3 separate regions of the Sus scrofa genome follow, and regions 2 and 3 are each linked to region 1. The links are chromatin contacts, called in public Hi-C and HiChIP or PLAC-seq maps. All regions are on one chromosome and are shown on one strand. The core of a region is the stretch at or near the end of the contact, and the rest is flanking DNA. Distances in the headings are between cores, read along the strand shown.

The links. A called contact is a pair of places that touch in the nucleus more often than the background predicts. HiChIP or PLAC-seq counts read pairs in DNA pulled down with a chosen protein or histone mark.
Region 2: a Hi-C map of embryonic fibroblasts shows a contact between it and region 1, with 14 times the contacts expected there. The contact joins the enhancer-like site here to the promoter of DPM2 in region 1. A contact is called at or near these places in 5 of 5 promoter capture datasets (fetal liver, fetal skeletal muscle, liver and 1 more), 32 of 47 Hi-C or Micro-C datasets (adipose tissue, alveolar macrophages, blood and 16 more) and 2 of 2 datasets of contacts at active chromatin or transcription factors (alveolar macrophages and skeletal muscle).
Region 3: a contact with region 1 is called in an H3K27ac HiChIP or PLAC-seq map of alveolar macrophages. The contact joins the promoter of NAIF1 here to the promoter of DPM2 in region 1. A contact is called at or near these places in 1 of 5 promoter capture datasets (skeletal muscle), 1 of 47 Hi-C or Micro-C datasets (liver) and 2 of 2 datasets of contacts at active chromatin or transcription factors (alveolar macrophages and skeletal muscle).

What each region holds. Positions count from the first base shown.
Region 1 is chr1:268,421,790-268,425,784 of Sscrofa11.1, forward strand. It overlaps DPM2 (dolichyl-phosphate mannosyltransferase subunit 2, regulatory), which reads right to left and starts at 1,768. Exons shown (of 4, transcript NM_001244059.1): 1 at 1,718-1,768; 2 at 1,335-1,424; 3 at 1-63. The coding sequence starts at 1,720.
Region 2 is chr1:268,504,538-268,508,987 of Sscrofa11.1, forward strand. No RefSeq gene overlaps it. Among named protein-coding and RNA genes, the nearest start is that of NAIF1, 25 kb to the right of the region's middle. Within about 2 kb of position 2,889, at least 28 of the 83 cell types and tissues checked have an H3K27ac peak or open chromatin away from gene starts, as enhancers often do. A contact at or near this core is called in alveolar macrophages, embryonic fibroblasts, fetal liver and 4 more, where this site is marked.
Region 3 is chr1:268,530,228-268,534,334 of Sscrofa11.1, forward strand. NAIF1 (nuclear apoptosis-inducing factor 1) reads right to left here and starts at 1,301. Exons shown (of 5, transcript XM_003480616.4): 1 at 1-1,301. The coding sequence starts at 336. SLC25A25 (solute carrier family 25 member 25) reads left to right here and starts at 1,525. Exons shown (of 11, transcript NM_001164510.1): 1 at 1,525-1,646; 2 at 1,649-1,778. The coding sequence starts at 1,525.

The DNA.
Region 1 (3,995 bases), core at 518-3,017:
AGCAACAGCATAGGCCCGGGGCAGGAAATACTTGTGGATGACATGCTGACTGTCAATGAATGGCTGGCACAAGGGCAGAGCTCCGGTGAGCATGCCTGGCTCTGCTGAGCGCCCCAAGCCCAAACATCCCACCTCCTCTGTCTCAGGGGCTGACCCCGTCAAAGCGCTGGGGCTGCATTTGCTTTTCTTTAAGATGATGGCATCTTGGGTGCTTTGGTTGGTTCCCTTCCTTCATTTTTCTACAAGTGGTATACTAGGTACTTCCCTGGTGCCTGCTCTAAGCTGCTGCTGGGGACCTGGCTTAAGTCCCCCACAGCTTAGCAGGGGCAAAGGGTACATGAGGAATCCCAATCTGGGCTCCAAGATCTTTTGTTTTTGTTTTTGTTTTGCTTTTTAGGGCTGCACCCTCGGCATATGGAGGTCCCCAGGCTAGTGGTGGAATCGCAGCTACAGCTGCCAGCCTACATTACAGCCACAGAAATGCGGGATTTGAGCCGCATCTGCAACCTACACCACTGCTCATGGCAATGCCGGATCCTTAACCCACTGAGCAAGGCCAGGGACTGAACCCGCAACCTCATGGTTCCTAGTTGGATTCGTTTCCACTGCGCCATGACGGGAACTCCACAAAAGTTTTCTTTACTAAGATTTTTCTCCCAAAGAACATCAAGTTCTGCAAGATTTTGCTTCCCAGAGTTCCTGTCGTGGCTCAGTGGTTAACGAATCCGACGAGGAACCATGAGGTTGTGGGTTCCATCCTTGGCCTTGCTCAGTGGGTTAAGGATCCGGCGTTGCCATGAGCTGTGGTATAGGTTGCAGATGCCGCTTGGATCCCACGTTGCTATGGCTCTGGTGTAGGCCGGCAGCTACAGCTCCGATTCGATCCCTAGCCTGGGAACCTCCACATGCCACGGGAGCGGCCCTAGAAAGGCAAAAAAAAAAAAAAAAAAAAAAAGATTTTGATTCCCAAACACACTGCACATTTTAACACATTTTTCCACCGGGGGGGGGGGGGATATCCCAAAGACCCTCACAAAACCCATTGGCACTTGTCATGCCCAGGAGCCCGCAGGATAACCAGAAGGACTAGAACTCCCATTAAAGGCACAGGACCTTACAGTGTAGTGGTTCAGGATTCTACCTTAGGTCTGAACCTTCTCCTTGAGCCTCGGCTTCGTCATCTATACAATGGGGACACCGCTAGTGTCGTCCTCCTACTGCTGCTCTGACGCTTTCATTACATGGGCAGGTAGGCCTGTCACGTGCTTAAATGTTAGGAGTTGGCTTCAAGATCTAGGGATAGGAGGTGAGAGCGGACGAGGAAGCACACATACCAACAGAATCACCCAGGTGGTGTAGTACGTGAAGATGATCAGGCTAACGGCGACGAGGCCGAGTCCCACCACCTGGTCTGTCCCTGTGGCCTGGAGAAAAGGGAAAGCTCAACTGAGGAAGTGACCCTCCATTTAGGTGCACTAACGGAGGGGGGAGTTGCCGCCTGATTACGCCCATTCACTCAGCAGGCGTATCCGACGTGGCTGACGAGGTTTCCATTTCCTGGCTTGAGACAGAGTGCAGGCTAAAGACCTACCACCCGTACGATGGGCCGGCGGGAGAGTGATCCCGGCTCCCGAGAGCTCAAGCCTCAGCTTCTGAGTAGACCTAGGACCCCACACCCAGACGCCCTCATTCCCAGGACTCCCAGCCCCAAGCTCACCATTTCCCCAGCGCTCCAGGCACCGGAGCCGTAAGCCACATCCGGTTCCGCATCCGGGCCCTCCTGGCCTTGGGCCGCGGGGCCCGTCGGGAGTCGTAGTCTTTAGGCAGTCCCAGGACTACGTCGCCCAAGACAGGCAGGCACCGCCTCCCCTTTGCATTTCGGGAAATGTAGTTTTCAAGAGTATTGTGGGCCGTGTTTCCGAATCACCCTGGGAAATGGGACCCAGTGGGGAACCCAGATAGGCTGCATTTATGGTCTCAGTCGGGTCGAACTCGACCCAGAAAAAAACCCCATCTCAATATCCGAGTCCCAAGGCCAGAGCGGGATGGGGTGGGGGGTCGAAAGTCCCATATTTGAGACGGGGAAAATGAGGCTCAGAAAGAGGCAAGCACTTGAAGATCACAATCCGAGTAGAGGGTGCAGCCGACTCCAGAACCCGAGGGCGCTACTTCCTGGTGTGGTGGCCCCAACTCTTCTGTTGAGGGTAGGGTGCAGACAAACGTTCACCGGATAATGCTGAGGGTGGAAGCCTTAACTAATTTTACTCCACAATCTCTTAATGATACTGCAGAAGCTATTCCTACCCTAAATATGGAACAAAAACAAATAAGAAAAGTAGTGCTGCAAAACCGAATGGCCTTAGACATACTCAGTGCAGGCCAAGGAGGTACCCGTGCTGTCATAAAATCTGAATGTTGTGCCTATATTCCTGATTATTCGCAGAACGTGTCTGATTCCCTGCGAGATCTCCGGCAGCAGATTCGTGAGATGTCTGATCCAGCTCCATCCAGCTTTTAGAGCTGCCCTCTGGAACGGGTTGACCTCCTCCTCCTCCTGATGGAAATATTTGTTCACCATAGTCATCATTGTGATCTTGAGCCTTTTATTTGGACCCTAGATAATTAATTGTAGGTCTTGCTTTGTTATGTCCTGATTAAAAGCTATCAACCTACAGATAGTGAAAGAAAGGGTACCCAAGGTAATGTATTGAAGCCCACTCAACCGACCGTGCCATGAGTGGAGACCTAACCACTTTCCCTAAGGACACCCCTTGTCAGCAGGAAGCAGTCAGAGCAGTCGGTCATTGTCCCCCCGCCTCCAAAGTTAAAGTCTCCAACTCTGGGGGCAGGGGGGGGGGGCACTGAGGCAGAATAGTCACTCAGGTAGTCAGTGTTAGGAGCTTGGGCTTCGATGCATTCTTGGATATGTCTATTGATTAACATTTGCGGCTAAAGGGCTCCAGGGAGTAACATCCCCACATGCCTTGTTTCCTCCAGGGAGTGTACCTACGCCCAGACGGACATTAATCTCAAAGCCCCCTGACTCAGGCTACGGGAAGAGAAGGGCAAAGACACCATGGGACTTACGGGACATTTCCACCCCTAAGACCCTATTGGACAAGGACTGAACTGGGCAAGGCCAATGGGAGAAAACCACAGCTTTCTGGACCTCACGTTGGTTACCCCCCCCCCATCTTTAAGGGATAAAAACCCCAATAGAGAGTGGGGCTCTTCTTGCCCTTCCCAGCTGTCCTGGGAGCTGTTTGCTTTCCTGTAATAAAGACTTTGCTTGCTTGCAAAAAAAAAAAAAAAAAAGAAAGAAAAAAAAAGATTCACCAGCCTGGAGTGGGAGGAGGAGGGTCTGGCTTGAGTTGCTGGGATGGGGCTGGTTTTGATTGGCTGTGAGGGCACCCCTTTACCGTTGCCAAGCTTCTCTGGCGAGCCGCTCTTCACTGCAGGAATGAGGCCGGGGTGGGGATCCTCCCTCCCCTCTGCCTCTCGGGTCCCGTGTGTGCCACAGCCCAGACAGGCCTTCTGACCGGTGTGCAGGCCCCTCCCTAGGCCTGGAGGCCAGATCACCCACCAGGTCTTCAGCTCGAGGCCTGGAACACTGTCTTCCCACGGCTAGAGGCTGCTTTTCACCCATCAGGTCCACTGGAATCCCCCACTTCCCGGGAAGCCCTCACTGCAGGGCAGTGGTTCCGTCTGTGCTCCACAGCCCCAAGTATGTCTCCAGGAGGATACTTGTCACTGCATTTAATTTTTATTTTTTAATTTTTTTTTTTTGTCTTTTTGCCATTACTTGGGCCGCTTTCACGGCATATGGAGGTTCCCAGGCTAGGGGTCCAATCGGAGCTGTAGCCACCGGCCTATGCCAGAGCCACAGCAACGTGGGATCCACAGCTCACAGCAATGCTGGATCCTTAACCCACTGAGCAAGGCCAGGGACCGAACCCGCAACCTCATGGTTCCTAGTCGGATTCGTTAACCACTGC
Region 2 (4,450 bases), core at 1,639-4,138, 84 kb after region 1:
AATAGTATTCATAGCTGAGCACTGCCTTAACTCTGTTTTTGCTGATTTTTTTTTTTTTTTTAGGGCCGCACCCACGCATATGGAGGTCCCCGGCTAGGGGTCCATTCAGAGCTGCAGCTGCCAGCCTGCACCACAGCCACAGCAATGCCAGATCTGAGCTGCGTCTGTGACCTACACCACAGCTCTCGGCAACGCCGGATCCTTAACCCACTGAGCGGGGCCAGAGGTCGAACCCACAACCTCATGGTTCCTAGTCGGATTCATTTCCGCCGCGTCATGACGGGAACTCCTTTCCTGATGGTAATAATTATTTTTTATTACAGTTTTATTGAGATATAATTGATGAGCAAGAAATTGCTCATATTTAAAATGTATACGTTTCAGAGTTCCCCGGTGGTCTAGAGCTTAAGGACTTGGCTGTTGTCACTGGTGTGGCTCGGGTTTGGTCCCTGGCCTGGGAATATCTGAAGGCCTTGGGTGCAGCCAAAAAATAATAATAATATTAATAATAATAAAGTGTACGAGTTCCAGTATGTGAACATTCGAGAAACCATCACCACAGTCCAGGCAGTGACTCAATCCTGTTACCTCCATGAGTCTCTCAGGCCCTTTTATAATCATGTCCTTCCCACCAACCTGGACACCCATCCTGCTGGGCAAACAGGGATTTTCTTTCTGTCACTATAGTTTGAATTTTCTGGGATTTTATATAAATGGAATCACTCGGGAGTTCCCTTCATGGCTCAGGGGTAATGAATCTGACGAGGATCCATGAAGACACAGGTTTGATCCCTGGCCTCGCTCAGTGGGTTAAGGATCCAGCATTGCCATGGGCAGTGGTGTAGGTCACAGATGGGGCTTGGATCCTGCGTTACTGTGGCTGTGGTGTAGGCCGCCAGATTCTACCCCTAGCCTGGGAGCATCTATGTGCTGCAGGTGCAGCCCTAAAAAGACAAAAAAATAAAATAAAATTTAGCCATTCTGGAGCTCCTGTTGTGGCTCAGTGGGTTAAGAACCCAACTAGTATCCATGAGGATGTGGGTTCAGTCCCTATCTTTGCTCAGTGAGTTAAGGATCCAATGTTGCTGTGAGCTGCACAGATGCAGCTCAGATCTGGCATTGTCGTGGCTGTGTCTATGGCGTAGGCCGGCAGCTGCAGCTCCTACTTGGCCCCAGCTCAGGGGACTTCCATATGCTGCAGGTGTGGCTGTCACAAGAAACAAAAAATTAGCCATTCCAACGGTCCTACAGTGGGACCTCATTGTGGTTTTAATTTGTACTTTTCTTATGACCAATGATGTTGAGTATCTTTTCATATGTTTATTGGCTATTGATGCATATAAATATTTTTTCTTTGGTGAAGTAGCTTTTCAAGTATTTTGCCCATTTTAAAGTTGAGCTGATTGTCTTATTACTGAATTGGAGACTTGATTTGTGTATTTTGGATACAAGTCCTTTTTCGTTGTTTTCTTTATTAGCTGCACCTGCAGCATGTGGCCATTCCCTGGCCAGGGATCGAATCCAAGCCACAGCCATGACCTCTGACAATTGTGGCACCTCTGGATCCTTAACCCACTGTGCCACAGCGGTAACTCCCTGGTTACACGTCCTTTGTCAGAGGTATATATGGCAAATACTTTTCTCCCAGTCTGCGGCTTGCCTCTTTATTCTCTTAATGACAACCTTTGAAAGGCAAAGATTTTAAAAGTTAAGAGTTTAACTTATTGTTTTTCTTTTATAGTTTGTGCTTTTCATGTCCTTTCTAAAAAAGAAAATCAGTGTGCTTCTATGGCCACGCCAGCAACATATGGAAGTTCCTGGACTAGGGGTCAAATCGGAGCTGCAGCTGTGGCCTATGCCGCAGCCACAGCAACACCAGATCCGAGCCACATCTGCAACCTACACTGCAGCTTTGCGGCAACGCTAGATCCTTAATTCATGCTACAGCTGCAGCCTTTTTTTTCTTTTATTGCCCCCCCCCCCACGGCATATGGAGCTCCTAGGCCAGAGATCAGATCCAAGCCGCAGTTGCAACCTAAGCTGCAGCTATGGCAACGCCAGATCCTTAGCCCACTGTGCTGGGCCAGGGATCAAACCTGTGTCCCAGTGCTCCCAAGACACTGCCAATCCCATCGTGCCACAGCAGGAACTCCTACAGTTGGATTCTTAACCCACTGTGCCACAGCGGGAACTCCTAGGCATGTATGAGTAATCCATCTTCTTACCAAGGAATTTCTCTTAGCTCAGTTTCTTCAGTGGGAAATTCCCTCCCCCCTGCACCGTATCCCCTTCAATTGCAGCAGGTCAGATGGAGAAGGTGGAAGGAGCAAACAGATCTGCCTTTCACACCTGGCTCCAACCACTCACTGTAGCCTTGGGAAAGTCATTTAACTCCCATGGGCCTCTGTTTCTCAATCCAGGGAATAAGGGAAGCACTGTGACCTCAGGGGCAGGTGACAAGGTCAGACAAGGAGAGGGCTGTTCTGGGATTGGGGCTTCACAGGAAACCAGGGCTCTTCTGCGCAGCTGGCAGAGGACTTTCAGCCACTTCAGACCTTTATTGTCAGGGGTCAGGTTTGACAGGCTCTCACACTCTCCCGGCATGAGAGGGCGACTGAGGCGAGAAAAGGAAGGGGAGTCAGAAGCACACAGCTGCCCAGGCAGGGCAGGGCCTCTGACTTCGGTCCTAAGCTCTCTCCACACCCAGCACCGCCTCTGGGCTTGACGGGCTGGTAGAACTGGTCATGGCTTCTCCCTGGGGCTGCGGAAGAGCCCGCTCCCCTCCAGGACTGGACACTCCTGAGGTAGCCCTCCAGCCTCACCCATCCCCAGCCTGCGGTCTGGGACGCCTAGTGTTGTGCCCAGGCCTGCGCCTGACTGTGGTTGTCTAGCCCCACCTACAGGACACATGGAGAACAACACACCACGCGGGTTCTCCCGGCCTGGATTCCTCATTCTAGGCTGGAAAGGCGCCCGTGAACAGAGCGCCCTCCTGTGGCCGCCCCCAGCTCTGCGCCCTACAACGGTCTCCAGCACTATCAAGTAAAATAGAACGCAACACCTTCTTATCACTTAGATATTTTATTTTATTCTTATACTTATTGAATACACTACTATTTTTTTATTTTTATTTTATTCTAGTTTTATTTTTTTTGTCTTTTTTTTTTTTTTTGCCATTTCTTGGGCCGCTCCCGCGGCATATGGAGGTTCCCAGGCTAGGGGTCCAATCGGAGCTGTAGCTGCCGGCCTACGCCAGAGCCACAGCAACGCGGGATCCGAGCCACGTCTGCGACCTACACCACAGCTCACGGCAACGCCGGATCCCTAACCCACTGAGTGAGGCCAGGGATCGAACCCGCCTCCTCATGGTTCCTTGTCGGATTCGTTTCCGCTGCACCACGACGGCAACTCCCTTTTACTTTTTCTTTTTTTAAAATGGTTTCCTTTGCTGTGCAAAAGCCTGAAAATTTGCCTAGGTCTCATTTGTTTATTTTTGTTTTTATTTCTATTGCCTTGGGAGACTGACCTAAGAAAACTTTTATATGGTTTACGTCAGAGAATGTTTTCCTTATGTTCTCTTCTAGGAGTTTTATGGTGTCATGTCTTTTTTTTTTTTTTTTTTTTTGTCTTTTTAAGGCCACACTCGGGGCTATGGAAGGTTCCAGGCTAGGAGTTGAATTGGAGCTGTAGCACCACAGCCACAGCAACGCCAGAGCCGAGCCACACATGTGAGCTACACCACAGCTCTCGGCAACGCTGGATCCTTAATGCACTGATCAAGGCCAGGGATCCAACTCACATCCTCTTGGATACTCGTCAGGTTCTTAACCCACTGAGTCACAACGGGAACTCCTGCAGGGTTTTAATTTGAGATAGAAACTGAAGTACAAAGAGCCTAAATACCACGCCGAGTCCCACTGATGGAGCTGGAACTGGAACTCAGGTCTGGCTGGTTCAAACACCCAAGCTTTGAATCTTCGCTGGAGGGGCCAGAGGAGGCTAACTACCTGATCCACCTGTTCACTGTCCAGCCGAGGAGCCTGGGGCTACAGGGCACATTGGGACAGGGCTAATCTAGAGCCCAGGTCTCCAGGCTCCAGCCAAGGCCCCACCTCCCTCCGTTGCAAAGAAACTACTGGTGTTTGGAGAGCAAATGGCTGTCCTTTGTAGGTCCCAGGTAGCCGTGTCAGCCAAGTGTCCCCTGTTCCGAGTCTGCACTGGTGGTGGCTGGTTAGAACCTGACTCCCAGGCCAGGCCAGGCTCAGTGTGGACCCAGACCCCGATGCAGTCGGGTGAGACCTGCCCCGCACTCTCCTCGCACCACCCTGCTGGGAACCGGTCAGGTTCCAGCCTCTGCTGACCTCCCCGTCCCTCTAGGCTTCCATCCAGGGCTCGGAGCACACAGGGCACAGAACCAAGATCCTGGGCTGGCCAGCCAGGCATGTCTGCA
Region 3 (4,107 bases), core at 51-2,550, 110 kb after region 1:
GCCACCACCTGTCCCAGGCCCACCGGCTCCGTCGTCCTCAGTGGGCCCTGGGGCCTCACCACCCTCCACAGCCGCCCGGACCTGGGCAACCTTGCGACGGACCTCGGTCTTGAGATCAGACCACTTTTTCTTGACCTCGGGCAGCTCCCTGCGGCAGGTGGCCACGGCATTGACCCTTCTCAGGATGCCATGCCACGCTGCGCTCTTGGCAGCCAGAGGGACCCCGGCGTTGAAGTGGTTCACCAGCAGGTGCTTCTTCAATTCCAACTCCTCCACGATGATCTCCACCTCTCGCTCAGAGAAGTTCATCTTCCTCTTCTTGGCTGGGACAGCCATGGCCTCTCCCCACCCCGCCTTTTAAATAAATTATAATCCCCTACCCGCCCAAATTCCCCTTCTCTTCTCCCTTAGCCTCGCTCCTCACCCACCCCCTCCTACAGAGGATAGGCTGGGCTTGTCCAAGGCCAAGCACCAGGCCTTTGGTAACCCCCCTCGTTACGCAAACTGCGTAGGGCCCAGCTCCGACTCGCTCAGCCGCTGCCAGCCAGCTGCGTAATGGCTTCCTGAATCTGCCTCTTCCGCCGGGATGTGCGGAGATCCGCCCACTTCCCCTCTTCCCGCCTCCCAGAGCTTCTCCAGGGGACCCACCCTCCCGGTTGGCCGAGGCTCACAGATTACGTCGCTCACTGGTTCTTTCCATCTGTCATTCAACCAAGGGCCCGCCTATTTACTGAAATTGGCCTGATGATTGGTCTAAAGGCGTGTCTGTCGCTACGGAGCGCGCCACCCAACCTAGCCTTAATTCATTTCCATTGGAAAATAGTCATGTCGTTCAATCATCAGTTTTACGAGTTTTGCGCCGTTAAATTCAGCTCTTTTATTTGTGGTTTAGGGAGTTAGATTACCAAAACTCGGCCTCCTGAGGATCTCTAGTGCTTGCGGCCTGAGATGTTGGCCAATTAATTTTTAATTCCATCCAGGTGCGCAAATTCTGCCTTGCAAGCGCATCTCACAGTTGCTCCTCACGTAAATCCTACTTCTCACCGGATATTACAATCTCTACGAATAGGACAGCTCCTCCAATCTTTACGATTCCTTCATCTAAACCACGTTTCTCAATGGAAATATGACACGGGGCCTTCTGCCTGCCAATCACAAGACTTGTGCCTATCACAGCGTGACTTCCTCTCTCGGCCGGACCCAGCCAATCCCCACCTCCCTCAGTTTGAATCGGCCCCTGGCTGAGCAGAGATCGCCCGCCCTCTCCATTGATCTGGGTAAGTCCAGGGCCGCGTGGGCAGTTCTTGGGGAGGCTCCGCCTCTCTAGGTGGCCGTCCGGTCTATGAGTGGCGGGCGTCGTGCCTAGGGGCGTGACCATCCAGGCGGCAAGAGGCGGGGCCGGGCTCCCGGAAGCCGCCCATCCGGCCAGCTTGCCGGCATCCCTGAGCCCGCGCTCAGTGTCTGGGGACACCCGCGTATCTTTCGTGCTCTCCCCGCCGGCCCGTTGCCCTTGCCTCGCGCCCGATGGTGAGCAGTGTGTTGTGCCGCTGCGTGGCTTCCCCGCCGCCGGACGCCGCCGCCACCGCCTCTTCGTCCGCCTCGTCGCCGGCGTCTGTAGACCCGTGCGGCGGCGCCGTCTGCGGGGGCCGGACCACCAGCTGCGCCTGTGGAGCCTCTTCCAGACTCTCGACGTCAACCGCGACGGCGGCTTGTGTGTCAACGACTTAGCAGTGGGGCTTCGGCGCCTGGGACTGCACCGCACTGAGGGCGAGCTCCAGGTAGGCAATGAGCTCTGTCCGCGTGGGCGGGGAGGGGACTCCCTTCGTTCCCCAGCACCTTCGGGAGGTCCAGGTGACAGGTCTGGTCTGCACCATCGCCTTCTTGGGCAATCCCTTGGAGCTTGGTTGTCTTGGTGGATGACCTCTCGGGTGGGCTGGGACCCCCTGGTGACAGATGGCACCCCATTTTCTGGTGGGAGTGGAGCTCCTTCTTGACCTCTGTGGGCTCTTGGGCCAGGAGGAAAGGCTCTCCTGGCTACAGGTGGGCACTCTCTGGACATTCTGATGGTAGAAAAGCCCCTTTCTGGTCGGGCTTTCCCCAAAGTAGAAGGTCAAATCTCAAAAGTTTGCCTTATGTCACCTTCTGACCTCAAGAGTAAGCTTTGATGCTCCCCTCTACCCTTCATTAATGGTTTCATCCATCCTCCTCCAGGGACACCCCTCACTCGCCTCTCCCGCTCCCTTCCATGCCGCCTGTGGGCCCTGATCTGGTTCCTCTCAGAAGCATGTGGAAGTTAGAAAAAAAAAAAGAAACTGGGGTTTCTGATGAATCTGGGGGTGTTGAGAACTGATGATTCTCAGGAGTTAGAGCCATCCCGTGGACACGCTGATTCAGAAGATGGAATTGTGATCTCTTACAGGGTTGCAGATTAGAATGAAAGAATTAGGGGGAAATCCTTCCTAAAAGTGAAAGTGTGACCCACCCAGGAGGGGGTATTGTTACTCTTGTCCTCCAATAGGCTCCCAGCCAAGGAGGAAGGGCAGACAAGAAGTGCTGTCCTTTCAGTATTAAAAACCTCAAGCAGAGGCTGTTTCTCTCCCTTCTGTCTCTCATGGTATGTTTCTCCATCTGACTTTGTAGCTGTGGCTGTCCTTTTCCACATGGTTCATCTATTATGGCTTAGCCCGATTTATAAACCTGGAGGAAAACTAATGAGCCCTTTACCTAGTAACCTGTTTCTCTTCGAAGTTTGTTCCTTTGGTCTGTTTATACACAGCGCAATTAGAGAATCTCTCAGAGCTAAGAGTGGGGAAACATCTGGTCCAATCCCTGTGAATTCAACCAATTTATGGACTGGGTAGTTTAACGTGAAGTGTTTTAAACTCATGTCCAAAATATCTTGGCTCAACATCCAAGATGTATAACCTACTCAGGATCAGCCTAGGAGACCAAGGGTAACCCTGTGCAAGAGAGAATCACTGGGTTAAGTCCGGGAGCAGAGAGACAAGTTTAAAAAAAAAAAAACAGAAAAAATCTTCGAACACAAGTTTTATGCAGAATGTTGTTGTGAGCTGGATATTTTCCAATCCATAACTGATGAGTAAGTCACTTGGAAAGACAGGATGGCTAAACTCAGAGGGCCTGTGCCTTTTGGCTGAGGGAGGTGTGTGCCTGTGCCTGGGTGACCCTTACTGCTTTCATGAATGTGGCCACCTGGTGTTTGCCACCTTGCCACCGGGCACATCTGTGCATCTGGCTTCAGGAGTGTATACACCATGCTTTGTGCCTCATCTGGTGTTCCAGTGTTCCCTCGATCCATGACACATTTGGTTTTCTGTTTTGTTTGTTTTGTTGGTTCTTTAGGGCCTCGCCCGCGGCATATGGAGATTCCCAAGTTAGGGGTAGCATCAGAACTGTAGCTTCCAGGCTATACCATAGCCACCGCAACGCTGAATCCTTAACCCACTGAGCGAGGCCAGGGATCGAACCCGCAACCTCATGGTTACGAGTCAGATTCATTTCTGCTGCGCCACAATGGGAACTCCCTCCATGGCACATTTGATACTGGTCCAAATCCAGTTTTTGGGTTTTGTTTTTGGCAGTAAGTGTCTAAGGGCAAATAGGGAGAAGTGGTGGTTTTCCTTTCCAAGGTTGAAAGGAAACCTTTTGGATTAACCAAAGGGAGCCTAGCCTCTTGGGGCCACATTGGCTCTAAAATCTTTAACTCTGTGGCTAAGTTCTATCATCTGGTGTGTGGCTTTAATATGGACTCTGACTATTTCTACAACTCCTTCAGCTTGTGAATGTGAAATTATACAGCTTTGAGAGATTGGGGAGAATCCATTTGATTCATTTACTCCCTGCGAAGGAGCCCAAGAGCTAGTCCTGTGACGAATGCTTTAAGTAGTAGAGAAAGACAGAGTTCCCAATGTGGCCTAACAGAATCGGTGCAAGTTCGACCTCCCCCCCCTCCTGACAACAATGGGTTAAGGATCCTTGATGCCGCAGCTGCGGCTTAGGTCACAACTGGGCCTCAGATCTGATCCCTGGCCCAGGAACTCCATATGCCCTGGGGCAGCCAGAAAAGAAAAAAAAAAAAAAAAAAAA